Linked DNA regions of Danio rerio: region 2 is linked to region 1. The links are chromatin contacts, called in public HiChIP or PLAC-seq maps. All regions are on one chromosome and are shown on one strand. The core of a region is the stretch at or near the end of the contact, and the rest is flanking DNA. Distances in the headings are between cores, read along the strand shown. Region 1 holds the start of ncaph2 (non-SMC condensin II complex, subunit H2). Region 2 holds the start of cdkn1ba (cyclin dependent kinase inhibitor 1Ba).

What was found. HiChIP or PLAC-seq counts read pairs in DNA pulled down with a chosen protein or histone mark.
Region 2: an H3K4me3 HiChIP or PLAC-seq map of gastrula embryo shows a contact between it and region 1, with 2.8 times the contacts expected there. The contact joins the promoter of cdkn1ba here to the promoter of ncaph2 in region 1. A contact is called at or near these places in 6 of 18 Hi-C or Micro-C datasets (caudal fin, embryo, hematopoietic stem cells and 1 more) and 2 of 4 datasets of contacts at active chromatin or transcription factors (embryo and gastrula embryo).

The regions. Positions count from the first base shown.
Region 1 is chr4:19,031,015-19,036,078 of GRCz12tu, forward strand. ncaph2 (non-SMC condensin II complex, subunit H2) reads left to right here and starts at 2,506. Exons shown (of 19, transcript NM_001044991.1): 1 at 2,506-2,598; 2 at 3,459-3,588; 3 at 3,679-3,780; 4 at 4,151-4,212; 5 at 4,327-4,402; 6 at 4,476-4,541. The coding sequence starts at 3,481.
Region 2 is chr4:19,184,474-19,189,537 of GRCz12tu, forward strand. cdkn1ba (cyclin dependent kinase inhibitor 1Ba) reads right to left here and starts at 2,840. Exons shown (of 3, transcript NM_001013268.1): 1 at 2,141-2,840; 2 at 1,946-2,063; 3 at 52-1,519. The coding sequence starts at 2,591. The coding sequence ends at 1,951. It overlaps cdpf1 (cysteine rich DPF motif domain containing 1), which reads right to left. Exons shown (of 4, transcript NM_001025527.2): 4 at 4,944-5,064.

The DNA of each region.
Region 1 (5,064 bases), core at 1,256-3,755:
CAGCGAACTTCTTGCTGTGAGGCGACAGTGCTAACCACTGAGCCACCGTGACGCCTTATTACTATTAATATTATTATTGTTGTTGTTGTTGTTATTATTATTTTATATCTATTAATTTATGTATTTATAGTGTAGGATGCAAATAAATGTACAAGTGTGTATGTGTGTATCCTTTTTTTCAATTGACAGTGGTCAACATGTCAACAAAACATTTGCCTTTTTTAAGTAGTTTGCTTATCACTTCTTATTTCTTGTGTTTTTTTTTTATCAGTCACTTCATTATTTAAGCCTGTACCCAGCCTGGTTAAAAGGGTGGTTCTTTTTTCTTTCTTTTTGCAGTTATTTGCCTTATGTTCTGTTTAATTATAAGGTCAAAATACAGCATTTTTTGTCACATTTTAAGCACCATTTTTAGTTGGATTAGCTTGTCAGGTAGTCATCATAACCACTCTTTTTAAGGTACCAAAAACATTTGCTAAATATTTAGAATAAAAAATATGAAAAAAATGCTTATTTGTAAAAACAAATGTATTGCATCGTGTACAGAATTATTAGAAAAAAGGAGTTAAAGTTACAGGTTTAAAGAAACAAAAATCAAAACTGTGGCCTATTGTCATTTATTAGGCAAACAACAAACTGGCCAGCACATTCAACTTTCCTCAGTCAGTATTTGGCCTTCTGAATAATAAAAAAATTAAAGTCTCTTTTCTCTTTTGTAAAAAAAAGTACAGTTTGTACATTCATGGGTAACAAATATGGCCTAATTAGTATAAAAATGAACTTTAACATGGGTCACATTTGGTCCTTCATGCCTTTTTATTGGTATTTTGTTTTTCTTTCAAGAATAAGGTCCAAGATTCAAGCTGGGCTACTTAGTAAAAATTTACTTTAGTCATAGTGTATGTTTTCTTGCATAGCTGCATTTTGGATTATAATAATTGTTTGGACTCATTGGAAGCCTTATTTTTACAATTTATGATGGCATAGCAGTCAAAATAAGACAAATGAGCTCATGTATTGGGGCCAATTCTTTCAAACTACCTCAAAGACAAACAAATTAAAAACCATTTTAAGGTCAAAATTATTAGCCTCTTTAAGCTAGGTTTTTCCCGATAGACTACAGAACAAACCATCGTTATACAATAACTTGCCTTATTACCCTAACCTGCCTAGTTAACCTAATTAACCTAGTTAAGCCTTTAAATGTCACTTTAAGCTGTATAGAAGTGCCTTGAGAAAAATCTAGTCAAATATTATTTACTGTCATCATGACAAAGATAAAAGAAATCAGTCATTAGAAATGAGTTATTAAAACTGTTATGTTCAGAAATGTGTTGGAATTTTTTTTATATCCATTAAATAGAAATGGGGGGAAAAAATAAACAGGGGCGTTATTAATTCTGACTTAACCTGTATGTATGTATGTATGTATGTATGTGTATTATTTAATTATAGACTGTATATGTATGTAGATGCAGTTTTTCAACTTAAAATTAAAGGATTTTATTAAAAATTAATTAATATTATACCACTATTACTATTGATATTATAATTATTTAATTATATTATTGAAATTGAATAAAAATAAATAATATAAATGAAGTCATAAATAAGGCGATGCAGTGGTGCATTAGGTAGAGCTGTCGCCTCACAGCAAGAAGGTCGCTGGTTCGAGCCTCAACTGGGTCAGTTGACATTTCTGTGTGGAGTTTGCATGTTCTCCTGGCGTTTGCGTGGATTCCCTCCGGGTGCTTCAGTTTCCCCATCAAGTCCTAAAACTTGCGGTACAGGTGAATTGGGTAGGCTAAATTGTTCGTAGTGCCTGAGTGCGAATGGGTGTATATGTTTCCCAGAGATGGGTTGCGGCTGGAAGGGCATCCCCTGTGTAAAAACTTGCTGGATAAGTTGGCGGTTCATTCCGCTGTGGCGACCCCAGATTAATAAAGGGACTAAGCTAAAAAAAAATGAATGAAAAAGTAATAAATAAATAACTCAAACCTATATAAAAATGTAATAGTTAATCAACAGGAAATGGTTGATGTGGTCTAAAGTACTGATTTGGTTTGAAAAAAAAGCTTCTATTCTTTTATAAAGAGGTTCTATGCAATCAAATTGATTTACTATAATTGTTCATTTTCTCTGGAGTTAATCTTATAACAAACAAAACGAATTATATCTGGCTGTGTTATAGCTACCTCTTCTGGTCACTGCAGATACTTACACTAGCCAATAAGACTTTTTTATACATATTTAAGCTACACTTTCATTAAATTGTCTGCTCATAGTTGTACAAAAAATGTCTTTGATGTAAGATAAACGTAATATATAATACGTTTTTTATCATTAGTTAAAAATGGCCTGTAAGTTATAGTGGACACAGACGATACACCTCCAAATCAATAGGGGGCGGCAGTTTTGCAGAAGTCTTGTCTGACGTCACGCACGCGGCAAAAACAAAAATGACGTACCCGCGGTATTTCCCTTAAATTTAGATTTTGATACTTTGCCTAATTTTATAGTATAAACTCTATATTTTTCGAAGTACGCACACAGAAGATCATTTCTAGCCAAGAGCCATTGCTTGTCCGCTTGTTAAAGGTGAGCATATTGATATTATTATCGCCTTGCTGGATCTTCAGTTATGTTACATTTCACTCTTACTAATGTGTAAAATACTGGAATTCAGTATAGCTTATAGTTTAACACAGATTCTGAATTGTTATCTTGAAATGCGTATTTTTATGTTCACATAATACAGATCGCTTTATTATGCGTGCGCATGTGTTTATAAGACAGTTAGCATTTAACGTTAGTGTTTAACGTTACACTTACTGTGATTCAGTAAATCGACATGGGTTCTTTCGATGTAAACAGATTTAAAATATGTCATTATTTGCTCTCTCTTCACGTGTTCCAAACTCGTTGAGTTTCTTTCTTCTGTTAAACACAAAAGAAGACGTTTTAAAGAAAGCTGGAAACCTGTAAATATTAACAACTATTAAACGTCAATTGACTTTTACAGTATTTGTGTTTCCTACTCTGGAAGTCAATGGTTACAGGGTTTCAGCGTTCAAAATCTTCATTTGTGTTCAGCAAAAGAAAGAAAATCATCAAGGTTTGTATACATGAATACTTGTTCATTTTTTTGGCAAACCATGCTTTTAATCATACTTTACTACTTATAAAGCAAATACATACAGTTGTAATTAAAATTTGATTATTGTAAATCCACAATGCTTTTTTCTAATCATAATTAAACCATGGTACTTGCAGCAAAATTATGGTTATACAAATGATAAGCCAAATTCCAAAAGTACCATGGTTATTACATTTTTACTATAATAAAACTTGTATTATTACAGCAGTCTAAAATCACACATTTTGTTAGATGTTAGTCACTTATGATTAAGTTTTATATACTTTAATTGAAAATGTCTGGTAAAAAATGTGTATTTCAGCGTATTTTGAAAGTACTTGGTCATGGACTCTGTGGAGACAAGATATGCCCATTTACTGCAACCCTTGCGGGACCTCACCAAGAACTGGGACATAGACTTGGCCAGCCAGCTTGGAGAATATCTCGAGGAGGTGAGAAAACATACAGTCTGATTGAGAATTACCTTAATGTTTTGAATGTGCAGATTTTCATATTATTGCTGTTGTTTTTGTTGTTGACAGCTGGACCAGATGACTATTTCATTTGATGGTGGAAAGACCATGATGAACTTTGCAGAGGCTGCACTTTTGATTCAAGGATCAACATGCATCTATGGCAGAAAGGTACAATGTTTGATCAATCAAAAGAGAAATGTACTAGAATTTCACATTTTCCAATTGTGATCATGTTATTAACAGGGAACCATTTCATTTTGCACATTTTAATCCTCAATATGTTTCAGAATCACATTTCTAAACAAATGCAACATGTTAACACGTGTAATTCATTTATTTTTATTTAATTTATTTATTTTTCTGTAGGTTCAATAAAATAAATAATAAAATAACACAAAATACAGTATTGCAATTTTAAGTGTTTTTGTTTATGTATGCAGTCAATGTGTTTCATAATCAAATGTGATTTTAAAATTGTTTGTAAAACTTAAATAAATCTGTCCCAAGATTAATGGTGAAATTTGCTGTGAACATTTAGGTGGAGCTCCTTCACACTCTGGTGTTCCAAACATTGGACTACATCTCTAATAAAAACAAAAAGTAGGTGATTGAAAAAAAAAAGATAATAATAATAATAATAATAATAATAATAATAATTGACCTCCAGTTTCTGTTTATTCTTTATGTGTAATGTTGCTTGTTTTTTCCTAACAGACGTGATAAACAAGGTTCTTCATCAGATGGAAACCAAGAACAAGCTCCTTCGGGAAGCGAAGGCGATGGTTGTGAGGTGTGTAAATGATCAACATTTGATAACTTTAAATATGTGGTTATATTGTGAGTAATTGTGTGTTTTTGTGCAGTTTGATGAGATTGAGCAGGATGAGAATGTCAACACTCACAATATTACAATGAAAGATCCAACAGAGGTAAGCATGGTTATATTGCTTTCTAGAACCTGTGTTTGTGTCCAGAAGCTTTGTCTGAATCTGTTCATGCTTGTAGTTTGGTTTATTTGGTTGATTTGTTTTGGGGGAAAAAGATAAAGAAAATGTAATATGTGAATTTTTTTTTTGTAGTCTTGGTTGGTTTAGGATGTATGCTGTCCTTTAGGATTCAGACTGAAAATGTTTTTATAATTTCTATTTTGTAAAAGAATTAAACAATATAATGTTGTTGCAAACCTCAAAGTTCAGATGGCAATATTCACATTTATTCAAATAAACTGCACTAACAAACAATCAAAACCGAGTTTGTTATAATCAAACCAAGTCTGCCTAGTATGAGTGAATTTTGACTGGACATAGTATTCTTTTTACTAGTGATTATATGCTCTTGATATAAAGCAATACCAGCAATTGTTTAGTATTCTCTGCACAGCAAATGGTTGTTTTGCGAAAACCTTTTATAAGAATTCAGGAAAGTTTTGATATATTTGTTTTTGTGGTACTA
Region 2 (5,064 bases), core at 1,590-4,089, 150 kb after region 1:
CCCCCCCCCCCCCCAAAAAAAAAAAAATTGATATAAAGAAGAGTCAGGTGAAAGGGTCAATGTCATGATGGTTTAATCGTTTCATTTATAAAGCAATACACAGTCCACATCATTTCTTAAAAGGCTCAGTATGCAACCTTGCACAAATGGATAAAAAAGGAGAAAAGGAAAATTACAAAAAGAAGTAATAAGAGAAAATGCACAAATGCCACTTTGGATAGTCATAAACAAGAAAAAGCTTGACATAAATAAGTTAGTATAATTTCCTCAGTGTTTTTTTTATCCTTTTAGTTTTGTTTACGAGCACATGTACACTTGAATGTTTTACACAGGCGCAGTGTAACGTCTTAATTGAGTTTTCATAGAGATTTGCAATCATAGTGCCATGTCATGTTCAACACGAAAGCCAGATATATCGTTGCAAAGAAGCGGCTTCACGGACTAATGTTGTTGTTAAACGTATGGCCCAGTGTTAAGAGAAAGTACTAACTATATATATATATATATATATATATATATATATATATATATATATATATATATATATATATATATATATATATAGAAACGTAAAGCTACACGCCAACGAACGTAAAAAAGGCAAAAAATAATCAAGGGATCAATACAGTTGCTCTGTTGTATCGTGTACTCAGTAGGATTTGTAGTTAATGAGAAATTGATACGAGGATGCTAATGAAGCGAAATAAATAAAGTAAAATTAGTGGAAGAACCCAAGGATAATATAATAATACTGTAAAAAAGCGCGAAACGTTTAACAGCACACTAAGAGCCACAGTTCTCATGACCAAGGTGTGTTTGAGTGTGAAAAACCAAAGAAAATGAGCTTAAGTACCAATAAACATGAGTCGCGTTAATGTAATTATCGAAGCGGTTTAATGTAGTTAGGTCACATGAGGTGAGAAGAAAAGTAACGGTTTAGACGATGACATTTGTGCAACTTTAACAAGGGCGAGCGTTGAGCACTTAAGGTGTATTTTGTGAGGCAGGCAAAATCGAGAGCAGTGGAAAGATGCTCCTAATGTGTGTGTGCGTGTGTGTGTGTGTGTGTGTGTGTGTGTGTGTGTCTGACAGACGGTCTATCTATCCATCCATCCATAGGGATATGTGGGCTACTTTAAAACGGTTCGTTCGGGAGATGCGTTTGAAAAACCGCGCAGCAATTCTTAAAGTGAAGCGCGGTGGATTAGTGAAGGATCGCGTTTTGCTTTGACATGAACATGAAACGAAAACGTGCTACATTATAAAAAGAAAAAAAATATATATATATATATACATAGGTAGTAAAAGAAGAAACGAAGCAACTCCAATCGCATACTGCTACATCGTCTGCTTTTGAGGCAAATATAAAATCTGTCGAGTGCCAAAAGTTTAGTGTAAAAATTCAGTGCTTATTCAGCCCCTCCGAGGCTCGATTTGTATTTTGGAAGCGCCGTCTGTCCCCGTTTACTTGGCAAGGCTGGCGAAGTAGTCGATGGTGAGGGCGGGCTTCTCGGCGTATCTGTGCAGGGAAGAAGAGGGAGAAAGCAGATTAGCGAAGGAAACGCATGTGCTGAAATGTGACACACGCGAGGCACGTTCGGTCCTCAAAACAGACATAAAGCGAGGAGGTTTGTGCGCGGATGACGAACCCGGACCCCCTCCCCCTACTCCCCCGCCCGTACGCCCTACAAGAGACCTGCTGACGTGTTACTACAATGTTATGCATTTGGGTCCCATCCGAGCGCGCTGTCACTCGCGCGGTGACAGAACGCGCCCTCGCTTTTGAAAGAGTTTCAAGCGTCAGATAACAGACCTTATCGGCGCGTGAGAAAACAAGCGGCTCTCCCGTTCACAAAAGAAAAGAACGGGACGCACGGTCGGTCACTCACTCAGTCATTCAGTCACTCACTCACTCACTCACTCACTCACTCACTCACTCACTCACCTCCTTTACGTTTTGGGGTCCGGTTCGCAGGGAGCGCGCTCGAGCGAGCTCGTCGCGTCCGGACAGGGGTCGGCCTCGCTCGCGTGGACGCTGGGTCTTTTGCTTCGGCGAAGATCATCTATTGGGAGAACGTAGATGGTGTTAGAAAAGGTCGCTTTCGCGAACGGAGAGACGTCCGAGCCGCGAAACATTTACCCTGATCTTCCGTCGACGGTCGTTTCCTCGGCGTGCTGAGCGAGCGGTTCCCGGCGTCCGCGCGTTCGGAGTTCCCCGCTCCGCTCTCCGGGGACGGAGAGGGAGCCGTCAAGAAATAATCGTGGTTCCCGTTATGATCCACAGTCCCGGCCGAAGAGGGCCGTTTTACGCGAGGGGGTCTGGTGTAAAAGTCCGGCACTTCGTCGGCGTCCACCTCCTGCCACTCGTAGTCGCCCGGCGCGAGCGGTCGGTTTTCGGCGAAGTCGTAATTCCACTTTTCCGCGGACGCTCTCTCGATCTCCCGCATTTGCTCCCGTACATCCTTGGCGAACTCTTGGCGGTCCACGGCGCCGAAGAGACTTCGGCAGACAGGCGGCTTGCCGTGATCCGCCTGCCTGGGGTCCACTCGCTCCAGCGTCGGACTTCCATTGGAGACGCGCACTTTTGACATTTCGCACGTGAAAAGTTTGTCCGAGAATCGCAGACGCGGCGTAACTAAGAGCAATCCCTCCCGAGAACGCGGAGCGAGGCGCAGGGCGCACGCATAACAAACGCGGAAAGGCGAACGCGCGCGAGCGGCGAACGAGTCATGAAAACGGCGATCCCCGTCGTAGTAATTCCGAGGAAAACAGACAAGTCGTTCGAGCACCCAATATGGCGATCGCAAATAAAACTGGCAGGGGGAAAAAGATTGACAGCGAAGGCTATTTAAACAGAAGAAGCTCGCGATTGGAGGTCGGAGCGCGCGCCCCGCCCATCGACGAAAAACTATACAAACAGCAGAGTCGCCATGTCCGCTAATCGTCAGCAGGAAAAAGAAAAGTCAGGAAAGAAAGGGTTAAAAAGCGTGCGAGCGAAGTCAGCAACAGTTGTAAGCGGTTAGAAGAAGAACGGTTTGATTTAGAGCAAGTGCGAAAGTCAGAATCGCCTGCCTGGAAATGTCATGCATGCTTGCGAAGACTCGATAAACGTGTGTACATGGCAAAACGAGGTGTTTTATTCCCACAATTGAGTTATGGTGAACACCTAACGATGACACTGAGTGAAATGTAAGCGCACGCTCAACCTGCCATGCATTTGTAATCATTTAATGAAAGTCATTACTGAGAATCAATAAAGATGATAAAAAGGGAAAATTGTGTGCTTTCTAAACGGGTACAACGGCGAATATGTCAATGTTTAAAAGCTGTAGTGATCTGGCAACACATCTGCAGAATGAGTTTTGGTTGTATGGAAGAAAAGCAATATGATTTTTGACCCTTTTTTTCCAAGACTTTGTTGGACCAGTTCCATTTACGTGAAAGCTGTAGACGTACAGTGTAGTAGAAGATGATAGATATAAAGGGGGGGATCAATCGAACTGACTCTTAGAAGGTTGGTGCGATGCGTTTATGTCGGCCAAGTGTGAGTTGAGTTGGCTGGTGCCTTATCGGTAATGGCATGTTCTGTAAAACAAGTAATTAGTAGAGTTGTACACAATTGATGGTTACTGCTTTGTCGTGAGTAATTGTCTAATTTGTCCGATGGTTCAACAATTACTGCGTAGAAAGATGTGAGCTAAAGTGTGCAAATCAGGGAAGGAAAGTTTGTTACAAGTTTTCCTGGTTTTGACTGAATTGCAGTAGGAAAGGCCAATTGCTTTAAGTATGAGTTTGTCGCCATCTAGTGGTTTTGTAATGGATGAAATTTAGTTCATGACGTTTTTTGGTGCAGTAGCTGGGATGTGGAAATGTGTTCCTGGAGTTCTGTTGATTGTGTAATTTTTATGCATTGGAATTTTTGTAATGTATGTAATTGATTAAAGATTTTTTTTGGGGAGAAATTGTTCAGGTAGTTTGAAATTTGTACTGTTTTCAGCATTTTTTAAGGGGAGATTATTTTCAATTTTTTTTGGCTAAAATTAGCAATGTTTACTTTTATAAATATTCATGAGGGGGAGGGAGGAGAAAAAAAACAAAACAAGTATTTTATTATTGTTTATTATTATGTGTATTTTATATATATATATATATTTAGGTAGGTGGTTGTGTGAGGGTGGCTTGGCAAATTTTGGATTTTTTTTCAGTAAAATTTTTTTTACTAAGTCATTTTTGGCATTTTTAGCAAATTTTTAGCAAATTTTGGCCTTGCTTCCGGAACACTCTAAAGCATAACCGCGGCGGATCAACGCTCCGAAACCTCGGGGGGGGGCCACGGTCACGGCCCCCCCTTCTTCTTTCTTTGGGTGGTTTCTGGGTTTATGCTCCGCTGTGTCATCTCACCACTTGTTGTGTCCTTCCATGCTGTGTTGCTCCAGATTTGGTCCAGTCCTCTGTGTGTGTGCGATCCATCGTTGGTTGACTTCACCTGATCCACCGCTGACTGTCTCCATCCACTCCACTGCTTCGCTCTGGGGCCCCATGGATCCATTCGTCTGCCCTTCCAGCCTTCTGTCTTTGCTGTGGCCCATGCCTCCTCTTCGTTCGGAGATCTTGCTGTACTTGAACCAGCGCTTTCTGGCATGGTGTGCCAGTGCTCATGCCGCTGAGCCACAGATCTCCTCACACTTATGATGAGTTGGAACTTCTATTTATATTCTTACCGGCGCTTCTGAAGATCAGTCTCATTCCACTCAAGGCTTCCACAGGCTGGAGTCGTGCAGGTCTTCCTTTTGGTGTAGGGGTAGTGCAGGAGTTTGGAGATCATTCAGCAATGGGTTCTAGGCTCACCTACGACTGGTACACACAAACACAAAACTGTGATTTGTCCAATCATGACCACTAAGACAAGTGGTGTGTAGAAACATGAGCAGTGAGTCAGAAAATCTTCTTCACACTATTTATTTAACACTCTTGTCACTTACAAAATATTGTGTAAACACCATAAACGGTCACATTCAACAGATGCTCTGCTGCTCAAACTTGCTTCATACGAGCACAACCACA